2 separate regions of the Sus scrofa genome follow, and region 2 is linked to region 1. The links are chromatin contacts, called in public HiChIP or PLAC-seq maps. All regions are on one chromosome and are shown on one strand. The core of a region is the stretch at or near the end of the contact, and the rest is flanking DNA. Distances in the headings are between cores, read along the strand shown.

Region 1 (7,062 bases), core at 3,240-5,739:
TCTCCCTGGGCTGTGTCCTTCCAGGCAGCTGCTGGAGTGATGGTTGTGGGCTTTGCCAACACCAACAGGAAGGTTTTGTGCTTTACCGTTGAAGTGGGTTCTCTGTGAGAGGGGCTTGTGAGAGGGGTTGCGGGGACTTTTGGGAAAGGGGATCTAGGCTCTGAGCAGTGATGTGTTGACTGAGTGCTCGGCTGTAAGGTATTCTTAGTATCTGGGGATTGCTTTGGACTATCCCCTTTTCTTGTAAATGGCATCTAAACAGTCTCAAGTAATCTGTGCAGCAAATTCCCTTCTTACGGTCGTTTGTTTCAGGTTTAATTTTGTCTAGGGTTTTTCAGACTATTCAGGTATCCTGCATGTATTTTTAGATTCTCTAGGAACCACAGCTGTATGATATAATGTAAAGTTCTGTGCAGGAAGAGGTCTCCCGGTAACCCCAGACCATTTCAGAGGAGTATGTGTACCAGGCTCTGTTCTATACGTAGAACTGCAGTCAAGAGGAGAAAACATGATTTCTGCAAAGGTCATTGGAGAAGTAGATAAACTCCACTTTGAGGAAAAGGATACAGAAGAAGGAAGCTACGGAGGGAATTGGGTCTGTGGGTCCCACAGAAGCCCAGTCCTACATCACTCCAGAGGAGACTAGCTTTCCAGCCGTAACCTTCGACATCTGTCTAGACTGTAGAGCCATTGGAATGAGTTTCTCACAGGCTGTCTCCCACATACCAGCCAGGAATGGCTTCTACTAAAACTTGGGTCCTGGCCTGGCGTGCTCTTAGTGTTTTCCTCACTCTCTCACCCACTGTTACTCACTGTGCACCTAGAAGTGGCAGCAAGCAGACCAGCCCAGGGGTGGCAAGAACTTCTGGCACTTCCAGGGAACTGTGAGCTCAGTGGACAACGGTTGAGGTGGAAGAACCTATCACCCACCAAAGGAGGGGGGATCCAAGGACTAGGGAGAAGGTGCTTTCAACATCTGAAGGAGCCGTGGCCCAGTTTACGTGTTTGTTTATAGAATGCCAAAGGAAAACGACTCAATTATCACTGATTAATGGGCCCCAAATGAAGTAAGTATTGGCTGTGTGAATATTGAGTTTGTTGGTGTAAATGTCATTTTTGATACTACTCATGTTTTTTGTTCATAAAAATGCTATCAGAGCATTTTAAAGTCACTGACCATAACTTTTACCAATTTATGTTAATTAAGTTGTTCAGAAATGGCCTCCATTTCTGGAGGGGTCCAAGCTAGGCAGGCTCATTGGCGATGCTGTACACTAGGAATGCTGCACTGAGGGGTAGAGGGGGATGATGTAAGATCTCTTTATGGAAAATAATAAGATCTGTGCAGTGAAAAGGACAACTGTTCATATCAAAGGTCGAATTTAAAGTCTCAGCCACCCAGTAGCTCTGAGTCTCAAGGAAATCTCACCTTCTCTCTCTGAACTTCATTTCTTGGTGCGTAAATTGGCAGTAACAGGACTTCTCTCATGGCACATCAGGTTAAGGATCTGGTATTGTCACTGCTGTGGCGTGAATTCTATCCCTGGCCCAGGGAACTTCTACTGCCATTGGCACGGCCGCAAAAAAATGGGAGTAGCAGTAGAGAACCCTTTACAGAGCATCATAAACAGCCCCAAAGTGTAGGCCAAAATATTTTAATCAACAAGTTTGCTGAGAAGAAACGGATTTTAAGAAGACATGGCATTCCTCATATGGAGGGAATTTTGAATCCTCGCAGTATCTTAGGTCCTCAGGAATTCTTCCGAAGGGGTGTTGTTAAACTAGCTTTTTGAAGACAGGAGGATCATTATGCTATTTATTATACTTTTGGTTTCCCTCTAGATGTATTTTTCTTCTGGTAATTCTCAATAATGGAAACTCCAGGTGATGTTATCCAAGTTATCACAAAAAATTTTCAAGCTAACACAAATTTGGAAAAAGTAGATGTCCACTGGAATTTTCACAGAAAAAAAAAAACCCTCTTCTATTCACAGGAAAGAATAGACAAAGGAAAGCAAAACTCTATTTTGATTTTTTTTTTCCTGGAGAAATATGACCATCCATCTCTTTCCAGACCTTCAGAGTAATTCCTAGTTTCCTGAATATCATATCAGAGTGATAGTTTAATATATCCTGATTCCCCTTATTCAGTTGATAGATGTGAGTGCATCAGATTGGAAAGAGAAAATGATTCTAAATAATATCCAAGAAATGAATCCCAAAGTAACTTTTAAATACCCAGTAAGACATAGAGTGATTGCAAAGCCTTTCTTTATACCCACAGCGATCTGTGGCTTCACTTGTTGCAGTGCCTTGGGAAAAGGCAGTTTTTCTGCATTCTGACATATTCAGTGGGGCATTCCATTCCCTTTTTCCAAATGTGAATTAGTCTTGCTTGGAATTTTATTTGCAGATGTTGCCATTTGCAATAACTCACATAGCCATAAGCCCTGAGAGGTTTACTGCTGAGCAGTTGTTAGGAAAAGAACTCAAGAGAAGGTAAGGTCAAGAAGAACCATAAATTAACTTTCAAGAGACTTCCAGTGGGAGAGCCCATTTATTCTGAGACGATGGTGGAACTGTGGCATTGGTCTTCTGAAAGCAGTGTGCCCTTGTGTAGGGCCCTGAGGTTCACTGCAGAGCTGTGCCTGTTCCCCTGACGAAGGCAGTGGTCCTCCCGAACATTAAACAGACCCAGATCTGCAGTGAGCCATGTGCCCCAACATCCTTCCCGAACCCCCTTCTCTGCAAGTCGTCTTTGTTCTTTTTTGATGAGGAACGTGGATTCTCACTAATATACATTTAGTTTTTATAAATTAAAGGAAAAATCTTTCAAAGACGAAATCTAGGAAGGTGAACCTGTTCTAAAAGCATGCGGCCCAGTTCACACTGGGGCACACCTCACCTCTGGGGTGCCAGCGCACAGCACAGGCTGTGTCTCGTGGGAGTAAATGAAAGCACGGAAGCCCTCTGCCCCGCCTCCTCTTGTTTCAGCGACAAAGACTATTTCACACAAGTTACTATGCAAACTAAATTTTAGCTCAGATCTTTTTTGCTCTTTAAGTCTTTAAATGAATCCAGAGTTTAGGACTAGGTATGCTGCTAACACACTGGGAGTAGCATGTGGCTGCAGGTCAGACCACCAGTGTACTCTCTCCTGGCTCCCTTGCCAGTGAGCCAGATCCTGTTAATCTTGCTGCTCAACTGCAGTTTCCTCTCCTGGGAAAAAAAAAAAAAAAAAAAAAAAAAAAAAGTGTATGCCTGTTGCTGCAATGATCATGATTCTCTCCAAAACCACATTAAAGGGATTTTTTTTCCTTTTAACCAAACCACAGTTATGAAAATAATTTGAATTCATTTTCTCACTTTTGACTACTCAAAAATGTAATTGTCCCTATAAGCTTATGATGACAATTCTTTTGGGGGTAGGAACAGTGTTACCCGCTGCACATGCACATTATATATATTTCCATCCAGAAAGCAAAGAAACTTTAAGTGATTGAGCCTTATTTTTGGATGAATATAAACATTCTAAAATATTGGCATTCCCTGGTGGCTCAGCAGGCTAAGGATCTGGCTGTGTCACTGCTGTGGCTCCCGTCACTGCTGTGACAAAGGTTTGATCCCTGGCCTGAGAACTTCCACATGCTGCAGTTGTGGCCAAAAAAATTTTTTTGAAATACTAAACTTTTTGAAGTTATTATTAAAGTCTAAGTTAGTATTAAAAACCATCAGCTGAGACGTTCCCTCCAAGTGCCCTGAAGGTCCCAGGTTAGGAGCCTCCAGAACAAATGACCTTGCCCCGTTCTGGAATCCTTTTCCTTTCTCTGGACAAGGACTAGGCCTCCTCCTCCTCCTCAGCTGCAGTCTCCTCCGTTGGTGTGTGCTCTTTCTAAGTGCATTCTTCCAGCCAGGCTTCATGGGGAACACAAATTGACTGCTTTTTATACTGAAGAATTTCCTCCAGGTGCTCCAGTTGGCCGGGGTTGGGGGTGGTAGGGTGAGTGAGCCTGCAAACCCAGCCTGGGAGCTGGGTAACGAGCCTTGGAATTCAGAATTGGTCCTCTGAGGCTCCTCCACTTCCCCTCCCTGCCTCGCAGGACTGGAGAGGGTGGGCCCAGGAGCCACAGCCCAGATGCTCCTCATCAGTTTTTACGGTTCTCACATAAAACCACACAAACATGAACAGAGGGTACCAGCCCAAAATATACTGTTTCTCTGAAACTGTATGCCAGTTGCTCTTCTTAAAAAAAAAAAAAAGGAAAATTCAGACATATGGAGCAGCAGGGGGAAGGGGGCATATGATGCTCATAGGCAGCTAGCGCTAATGTTTAGACATGTTTTTAGTCTTTTTCTACGAAAAATGCTGCCTCTTTTATTTATGCTTTTCAAATTTGACTCTAAGATAACATCTCAGTCCTGTCCACTGTCCGTTTTCTCAAATGCACAGTAAAAGGAAATAACTATTGTTACTTCCTGTTAGCAGAAATAACAATTCACACTGTCGTGAAAGTGGTCCTGTTTCGGAAGGACCAGAGGCGTTATTCTTCTGTCTAAGGACGCAGCCCCTGAGACACATCTGATACCAAGTCCACCACCCTCAGACAACCTCCCCGCCCCTTCCTCTTTTATCTCTTAATGCTGATGGATTATTTTAAGAAGTGGCCCAATGGCCAGAAGCGCATGTGAAGTTGAATAAGAGTCTTTAATAACCAGAATGGAACGTACTCATTATGACGCAGAACTGCAAATTGGAGGTTTTTCCCTTTGTGTCTCTGGGCTGTAAAGAAAGCGGGCACCCAGCGCTTCCCCAGCCCCGCTCCACCCCCGCCCCCGCCCCGCCGCCTGTGAGGCTGTTTCCTCCTGTCGCTGCTTCCCTCCTGCTCTGTGGCAGTGCTGCTCTATCACAGGGGCACCAATTAAAGCCAGGGACAGGATTTGTGCTGATAATTGGCGTTCATAGCAGAGGCGTTCTTTTCATTCCCTTTGTCCCTGAGCCGCTTTGTTCCTTCCTGGAATAACTCCAGGCCTCCCTTCCTTCCTTCTCACTGGTTACCAGCTGCTTGAACAACCCCCGCCTGGGGAGGATATGCTAACAGGACAACCTCTGGATGAGGCATTCGGGGGATGCTCTGAAAGCTGCCCCGGCCTGGCCTCACCTGCTCGCTCCTCCCGAGCCCCATCGTAGGTGCAGGTTTCACCTCCCTTGTTGGATGCGAGCATCACTCCAAAAACAGTTGCCCCCACCCTCTTTTCTTTTTGTGTTATCTGTTGCTGTTGCGTTCATTTGTGATATCCTGAAAAGAAGGCGGTCCTCAAATTCTGAAATAATCCTTCGAAAAAGAAAATTAAATGGCTTTCAGTTCTTGTAGGGGAGTGAGGGGGCAAGATATAAAATCACATGAGATAAGGTTATGGGACTGCAAACCCTTAACCCGCTGTGTGCTCAAAAGTAGATTGTGAATGTAGGATGTACACACACACAATTGGACAAAAAGCCATAATTATGTGGTTAACATTGAATATTTTAATCCCATTTTTCAAGTGCCTAGCTTTAGTTAGAGCAGCATTTTGCTTTTGGTGAAGGTGTTACTAGAATAAATTGTGAAAGGAATTCCTGCTTGGTTAGGACTTTTGGTTCTTTGATCTTTGAACTGAACAACCACAGACCCTAGGTTATAGCATACTAGATACTTGCTTTGTGCTCTGGGGGGTGGGGTTGGGTGGATGGAACCGTCCATTTCCTTATTCTCCACAGCTGCAATTCTTTCTAAACTAATATTCTGTCCCCTGAGACTGAAACTTCAGCTAACCTGCCGGGCAGATGACGTGAAGAGTGATAGTACTTGGCAGACTGATTGCAGAACATTCCAAGGCCAGTTTTTGTTTCCTAATGCTCCATAAAAATGAGCGTAGAGCTCTATGAATGAGTTATGTGGGTCTAAGAAAACATTTATAAGTTTCGTGGTTTATGGCATGTTTTGGTTAGATACGTTCTTAGGCAGTTCATGCATTTTCTGGAATGTAGGAGAAAGACTTGCATTTGGCATTCTGGATCTGATCTTAATTAAAAATAATGACACATTTATATATGAATGGAGAGAAATCTGTCACCACCTGAAATAAATCAGTCAGGAGATTTAAACCACTAACTGTAGAATGTTCTTTTAAACCATTTTGCGCGGGAATGTTTTTGCTCATCCCTGGCTTCATTTAGAGATGTGTTCAAGTTAGAAAATCTACCCACTGTCCCTTAAAAAAAAAAACCTTTGGTACTCTCTTTAAGAATAGCCCAAGATATTTTATTTTTTTCAAAAAGATGAGGATGATAACCAAAAGCATCAATATCCACCATGAAGAATATGGTTCCCAGTGTCAGCCTCCTTCAAAGAAGATTAAATCTTCCACTTCACCAACACGTTGTGTTTGGTGTTAGGAGCGATCTTGCCCGAGTTAAACATTCGTGTTCCTTGGCAGTGTCAGACCGTCTAAGAGCCAGGATGAGGTGGAGGGAGTGTTGTGCAGGCACTGTGGGATTGCTTCTTTTCCCCAAAGTCACCTTCTGTTCCCTTAAAAGGTGATTATTTGGGGGCAATAATAAATACTCTGTTGCCTTGGAAATAGCTTTGCCAAATGAAGAATTAAGAAGCCACCATTTTATCACAGAAAACTACATTATCCCTAAGTCAGCAGTATACGAAATACTAAGTAATCTGAGAAAGACACAGACTTTTTTAAGAGTTTTTCTTTGTGTAAGTGATATATTTGAAAAGCACAGCCATTAGGCCCCTGGGGGGAACACAGAGGATCTCAGCCTCTGAAAAAGCCAGACAGAGGAACATCTAGGAGTTTTTCTGGTTTCTAAGCAGTTAAGTAGACCCAGACAAGAGCAGCAGACGTCATTAATTGCCTGCGTGGTGGTGCCCGGTGCCCAGGTGGCTCTGGGGTCAGTGCAGCGCCCTCTCATGCATCTACCTAAGAAGCAGCCTAGGCTTGGCCTGATGCCATATTTTTTTTTTTTTTTTTTTTTTTTTTGTCTTTTTGCTGTTTCTTGGGCCGCTC
Region 2 (7,062 bases), core at 2,320-4,819, 190 kb after region 1:
CCACAGCCACAGCAATGCCAGATCCAAGCTGCATCTACAACCCACACCACAGTTCATGGAAATGCCAGATCCTTAACTCACTGAGCAAGGCCAAGGGAGCAAACCCACATCCTCAAGGATACCAGTCAGGCTTGTTTCCACTGAGCCACAAAGGGAATTCCCACACCTCCCTTCTAAGCCTCATAACATAAGAGTTGCTACCTAGATTTTACATCTGAACAAGTTGAGGCTCTTCATGAAGTTTACATGACTTGCCCGAGGTCATAGAGTTAGTTTTCCCTTTGCTTTACTACATTGCCACTCATATAAGGCATTAATATGAATTCATTCAGCAGAAATTTATTAATGATCACTGGTACCATCTATTAGGTTAGGTACAAGGTATATAAAGATTTACGCATGTTAGGAACCGAATGTTTGTGTCCAACTGAAATTTGTATGTTGAAGCCCTAACCCCTACTGTGACATTTGGAGATGGAGCTGTTATGGAAGTAAAGTTAAATGAGATCATAGGGTAGGAGGCTGATCCAATAGGATTATGCCCCTGTAAGAAGAGGAGACCAGAGTTCTCTGGTGGCTCAGTGGGTTAAGGACCTGGCATTGTCACTACTCTGGCTCTGGTTACTGCTGTGGCATGGGTTCAATCCCTGGCCCAGGAACTGCCACATGCCATGGGCACAGCCAAAACAAAGAGGAGAGACCAGAGCTTGCTTTCTCTTAGCAGGCAGGAGCAGAGGGAAGGCAACTGTGTGCAAGCCAGGAACAGAACTCTCACCAGGACCTGACCGTGCTGGCAATCTAATCTCACTTTTAGCTCCAGAACTGTGAGAAAGTTAATTTTTGTTGTTTAAGCCACCCAGTTTATGGTATTTTGTTGTCAGCACAGCCCAAGCCAACTAAGGCAATGAATAGCCCAAGCTGCTTCCAGCTGTGTCAGGGAAATCAATAGTTAAACTACAACCCAGGTGACTGAGATAGATGTATGGACACTTCATATTTCTAAATGTTTGCTTTAGAGACAATCCTGATGACAGCTGAGACTGGTGGTGACAGGCTACTGCAGATGTCAGACAGCTCTCAACTCAAATGCATTTCAGAGACGACCTCTTACTTAGAGGTATCGTGTCATTAATAAACACGGGCTTTCTCACAGAACCCTGTGTGTAGGAGATGGAATAGAGTCACAGAACCAGTGACTGGATGTGTCCTGGATTCTGGTTCAAGAACAGAACTTCTGGTCCTCAGCTGCCACTTCTATAAAATGAAAGGGGTTTGATTAGCTGTCATCTGAGGCAGTCATCTGAATATTTTTGCCCACTTTCTCCCTTAAAAGAGTTTTGAAACACTGTTTCCACATTTGAAAGTTGACATCTAAAACTTTCCATTAGAAATTTCACTTTATAGGATGTAACTTCCATTGTATTATAAATCTTGGCATTTTAAAATAAAATCATCACATGACTCGTGTCTCTAATACATCTAAATAATATATTTATTAGACACTCACTATCATTCATAAAAAACGTTGTGGTCTGTGCACTTGGGTGGGCAAAGAATTTCCGGACTCATGTCAAGGTACAAAGAAAGAAGAGTTTATTGAGCATGGCAGGGTGAAGAGAAAGTAGAGTTTACTGAGATAAGAGATGCTGCAAGCGCAGGAGGACAACAATCAGGGAGAGCCGACCGGGGCGTGTGGTCATGTCTGTTTTTACAATCCAGGGAGAGGAGAAGTGTGCTATGCCTGCTGACCTGCTGATTTGTTGGGGAAAGAGGAGTCTTATGATACACTTGCTGAGTAGCTGGGGGCCTATAGGTGTGGGGTGAGGAGTGGGCCACATGCCTTTCCTAGTAGGGGTCAGGAAGGAGTAGGCCAGGTTGCTCCAGGTGAGGGAGGGTGCCTTACAATGAGAAGTGTGGGGCGATGATAAAGGTCTGGTAATTCTTATCTTGGCCAGAGGCTTTGAGTTGTATTCCCTTGCAGGCGCCTTAAAGTCCAACAAAAGAGACTGCATTTTACATCATTCCTTTTTCTTACTGAAATCTTATTTCCACTCCATTCTCCATTCCCAGAATTTTAGGTAATGCAGTATATTTTTATGTTTTAAAGTCTTTTATTACTGTGAATTGACGTTTGTCACTTGCCATCAGTCTCTATACTGAGTAAACGTGAGCCACCGCAGCTGCCGACCTGCAGCACCCCCTGAGCAGAGCTCAGAGTGGAGACCAGGAGTGGGGCACTCCCGCACAGCTGGTAAGTGGCCCTTGTGTAGCCCAAGCAATAGAGGTAACTCACTTTGAAGACCATTATTTTATTTATTTATTTTTTAATGGCCATACCTGCAGCATATGGAAGTTCCAGGAATCGGGGTCAAATCTTGGAGCTGCAGCTGAGGCCTACACCATAGCCACAGCAACACTGGATCCGAGCTGCATCTGCAACCTGTGCCACGGCTTATGGCAATGCAGGATCCTTAACCCACTGAGTGAGGCCAGGGATCGAACCCAAATCCTCATGAGACAACAGCAGGTCCTTAACCTGCTAAGCCACAAAGCGAACTCCAAAAGACCATTATTTTAAAGCAGATTCTAGCTGACAAGGTCTTTGGGAAATAATGCAGTGATAATGAAATTATGTAGCCTTATCTTCTGAAGAAGACCTAGTCAACTGCCTTCTAAAATTCTGGACTAAGGAAAAACAAAAAATTAATGTGACAAAACATTAGCAAAAGATCCGGAAAGCCCTTGTTACTTTGTCAGCAATATCCTGCTATGATTTTTTAAGGCATAGTTGACAACCTACCTTATCACAAATAGAGATTTTGGTAACAGTAGAGTGATGTTCTTCCCTCTGTGATGGAGATAAGATGAGCTTGTATGAAAATCATCAACCTAGCATCAGGTTACTCTAGGAGGTGAAGGTTTCCCATAATACAGCATAGAAATGACAAAGACTCTCTTCCTTACCTATATTCTCTTAGGAAACTTCTTCACTTTGTGTCTTTAGCACTTTCTAAATTCCACTGTGCAGTATGAATGATGGACTTCCTTTCCAAATGAACCCAGATGTTTGTCCTAAAAAGGTAAGTATCAAGAAGTAGTCTATGCTACTATCTTAGTCACCTTGGGCTGCCATGACAAAATATCATAGACTGAGCAGCTTAAACAACAGAGGTTTCTTTTCTCACAGTTCTGGAGGTTCGGAAATCCAAGATCAAGGTGCTAACCAATTTGGTTTCTGGCAAGAGCTTTCTTCCTGGCTTGCACATGGCTGCCTTCTGTGTCCTCTCTGGCAGACAGAGAAGTCTGGTGACTCTTCCTCTTTTTTTTTTTTTTTTTTTTTAAGAGCTGCACCCACAGCATATGGAAGTTCCCAGGCTAGGGGTCAAACCACCGCTGCAGCTGCCAGCCTATGCCACGGCCACAGCAACACCAGATCTGTGCTGCGTCTATGACCTACACTACACCTCATGGCAATGCTGGATCCTTAACCCACTGAGCGAGGCCAGGGTTCAAACCCACATCCTCATGGATGCTAGTCAGGTTCATCACAGCTGAGTCACAATGAAAACTCCTCTTCCTCTTATAAGGGCTCTACCCCATGACCTCATTTAACCTTCATCACCTCCATACAGGCCCTATCTCCAAATGTCTTAGTTTAGGCTGCTACAACGAACTACCACACACTGGATGGATTAAACAACAGAAATTTATTTCTTACATTTCTGGAGACTGGAAATCCAAGATCAGGGTACCAGTATGGTTGAGTCCGGGTGAGAAATTTTTTTCTGGCTTGTAGACTGCTAACTTCTTCTTATACCCTTCACCTGGTAAAGAGCAGAGGAAGAGCAAAATTTCTTGTGACTCTTTTTAAAATTAATTAATTTTATTTTTTTGTATTTATAACTTTTAAATTGAGAAATAGTCAATTTACAATGTTTCAGGTGTAGAGGAAAGTCATTCAGTTATATATATATATATATATCTTTATATATATATTTTCAGATATTTTTCCATTATGTTATCGTAAGTTCCCTATGCTATACAGTAGGTCCTTGTTGTTTAATTATTTATTTTTTGCTTTTTAGGGCTGCACCTGTAGCATATGAAAGTTCCCAGGCTAAGGGTCGAATCGGAGCCACAGTTGCTGGCCTACCACTGTCACAGCAACGCCAGCCAAGCCATGTCTGCAACCTATACCACAGCTCACGGCAATGCTGGATCCTTAACCCACTGAGCAAGGCCAGGGATTGAACCTGCATCCTCACAGATACAATGTTTGGTCAGGTCCTTAACCTGCTAAGCCACAACGGTAAATCCTATGTTTAGTTTTTTAAGGAACCTACATACTGTTTTCCATAGTGGCTGCACAAATTTACATTCCCTCAAACAGTACACAGGAGTTTCCTTTTCTTCACACCCTCTCCAGCATTTATTATTTGCAGACTTTTTGATGATGATCACTCCGACCAGTGGGAGGTAATACCTCATTGTAGCTTTGGTTTGCATTTCTCTAATAACTAGTGATGCTGAGCATCTGCGCATGTGCCTACTGGCCATCTGTATGCCTTCCTTGGAGAAATATCTATTTAGGTCTTCTGCCCATTTTTTGATTGGGTTTTTTTTGTTTGTTTGTTTTTTGATAGTGAGCTGTGTGAACTGTTTGTACATTTTAGAAGTCAATCTAAACCAACAAGTTGGTTGCTTGCTGCAACATTGTTTGCAAATATTTTCTCCTCATATGTAGGTTGTCTTTTAATTTTGTTTATGCTTTCCTTTGCTGTGCAAAAGCTTTTAGGTTTAATTAGGTCCCATTTGTTTACTTTTGCCTTTGTTTCCATTACTCTAGGGAACAGGTCCAAAAAAATATTGCTGTGATTTATGTCAGTGTTCTGCTTAGATTTTCCTCTATAAGTTCCTATACTCTGAAAACTATAAAATGCTTAACAAAGAAATTGAAGACAACACAAACGGATGGAAAGATAGACCATTTCTTGGATTTAAAACATCAGCATTGTTAAAATGACAATACTACCTAAGGTGATCTACAGAGTCAATGCTAACTGTATCAAATTAGCAATGGTATTTTTCACAGAACTAGAACAAAATTTTCTAGATTTGTATGGAAATACAAAAGAACCCAAATAACTAAAACAATCTTGAGAAAGACAAATAAAGCTCCCTGGCTTCAGATTATACTACAAAGCAATAGTCATCAAAACAGTATGGTACTGGCACAAAACCAGACACAGAGATCAAGAGAATAGGATAAAAACCCAGAAATAAACCTATGCACTTATGGTCAATTAATCTACAACAAAGGATATGAGAATATATAGAATGGAGAAAAGACAATTTCTTCAATAAATAGTGCTATAAGAACCAGACAGCTCCATATCAAAGAATGAAATTAGAACACTCTCTAACACCATATTAAAAATAAATTCAAGATGGATTAAAGACCTAAGTGAAAGACTGGGTACTCTCGTGATTCTCATAAAAGCATTAATCTCATTCATGAGGGTTCCACCCTCCTGATCATCTGATCCTAATTACCTGCTAATGGCCCCACCTCCTAATACCATCCCCTTGGAGAATAGGGTTTCAACACATGAATTTTAGGAGGACACAAATATTCAGTTAATATCACCAGATATAAGTCATACTGGGGGTTAGGGCTTCAACATATGCATGGGGGGGCATATTCAGTCCATAGCAGGTACTAAGGGCATGGAATTCTATTTTACGGCTCTTCAAAAAAATTATCATATGCCTGAATCATTTTTTTAGGATGAAATTCTCTTTAGCTGGAGGCATAAGACTGGTTTAATACTTTTCCAGAATTCCAAGTCTTTGTACAACATCATTCTCTGTCATCTCCTTATACATGAAATGGTTTCAATTTCATGATAAAATTTCATTATGACTGAATTTCATACTTCTCCCAAGAAAAACTCTTGGGGACAATTTTGGGGGTTTCCAGGTAAACTATTACTACTGCAAGGTATTTTTTAATGGACTATTTCCCCATAAAGTTATTTCTTCTAGTCTCAGAACTACGAAGACACAGTAGCCCCCACAACAAAATCCTGATAAAAAACAATGAGCATTCCACAATCAGGAAACATGCTAAAAACAGGGGTCCTTGAAATAAATACTCAGGTATTCTTACAGTAGTTAATTTCTAAGTGAAACTAGCAACACTTCCTTCCAAGCTTGAGTACAGTGCATAAACCTATGAAACAAGAATAAGCTAAAAAGTACCTTTCCTGTGACGACTTTAGGAACCGATGTACAGAATACCCTTGAAGTCTATTTCTTATTGCTGTGACATTGGGAAATTCCATAAAGTAAAAATATGTTTTGACCTTGCTGTAAAATAGGAGTTTATGGTATTGAAAGGGTATATATGCATATAAATTGTACTAAGTTCCTTACAGAGAATTAAAAAAAAAAATCAATCCAACCAACCAACACTAACAGCTCAGTAGTATTCTTCATGAGCATTTACTCTAAGTAAGGGCTGAAATGTTCAAAGGAAAGGAACATAGAATCTTTCATGCATTAACTATTGTAGGCAAGACCACTGAAGAAGTAAGTATACTAGTTTGAGATGGTTCAAAATATTTTACCAAGTCTAAGCATTTACAAATTATACCACAATTTTACTTTTATTAGTTATATAATTTAGGAATGTTTGACTCTAAGAGGAAGAGGTAAACTATCTGTAATTGTCTCTAGCAATGTTATTATAAGCTTTTACTTAGGCTTATAGAATTTGTTATTATTTATTCATCTTGATGTAACAGTAAGTTAAGTGTAATTATATCATAGTTCATGGGCCTACTTCTCACAGCTTCCTCTAAGAACCTCTGATTTAGTTTTTATTTAACACATTTGTTCTCTGATAATTTAGTTCTATATGCTGATAAAAAATTTGGACATTCCCAATATGCATATACACATTAAAAATACACACATACCTCTATGTTAGGCAAACTATAAAACATAGACACAGTAGATTTTTAAAGGATTACAGATGAAATAATTAACATTTACATTTAA

Evidence for each region. HiChIP or PLAC-seq counts read pairs in DNA pulled down with a chosen protein or histone mark.
Region 2: an H3K27ac HiChIP or PLAC-seq map of alveolar macrophages shows a contact between it and region 1. The contact joins two enhancer-like sites. A contact is called at or near these places in 3 of 5 promoter capture datasets (fetal liver, fetal skeletal muscle and liver) and 1 of 2 datasets of contacts at active chromatin or transcription factors (alveolar macrophages).

Annotation. Positions count from the first base shown.
Region 1 is chr16:3,858,717-3,865,778 of Sscrofa11.1, forward strand. All of the region lies in intron 33 of TRIO (triple functional domain protein), which reads left to right. Among named protein-coding and RNA genes, the nearest start is that of FAM105A, 100 kb to the right of the region's middle. Within about 2 kb of position 4,490, at least 32 of the 83 cell types and tissues checked have an H3K27ac peak or open chromatin away from gene starts, as enhancers often do. A contact at or near this core is called in alveolar macrophages, where this site is marked.
Region 2 is chr16:4,051,507-4,058,568 of Sscrofa11.1, forward strand. It overlaps LOC110257250 (a long non-coding RNA gene), which reads right to left. Exons shown (of 7, transcript XR_002339614.1): 2 at 3,719-3,824; 3 at 2,965-3,072; 4 at 2,801-2,848. Among named protein-coding and RNA genes, the nearest start is that of OTULIN, 8.0 kb to the right of the region's middle. Within about 2 kb of position 3,570, at least 1 of the 83 cell types and tissues checked has an H3K27ac peak or open chromatin away from gene starts, as enhancers often do. A contact at or near this core is called in alveolar macrophages, where this site is marked.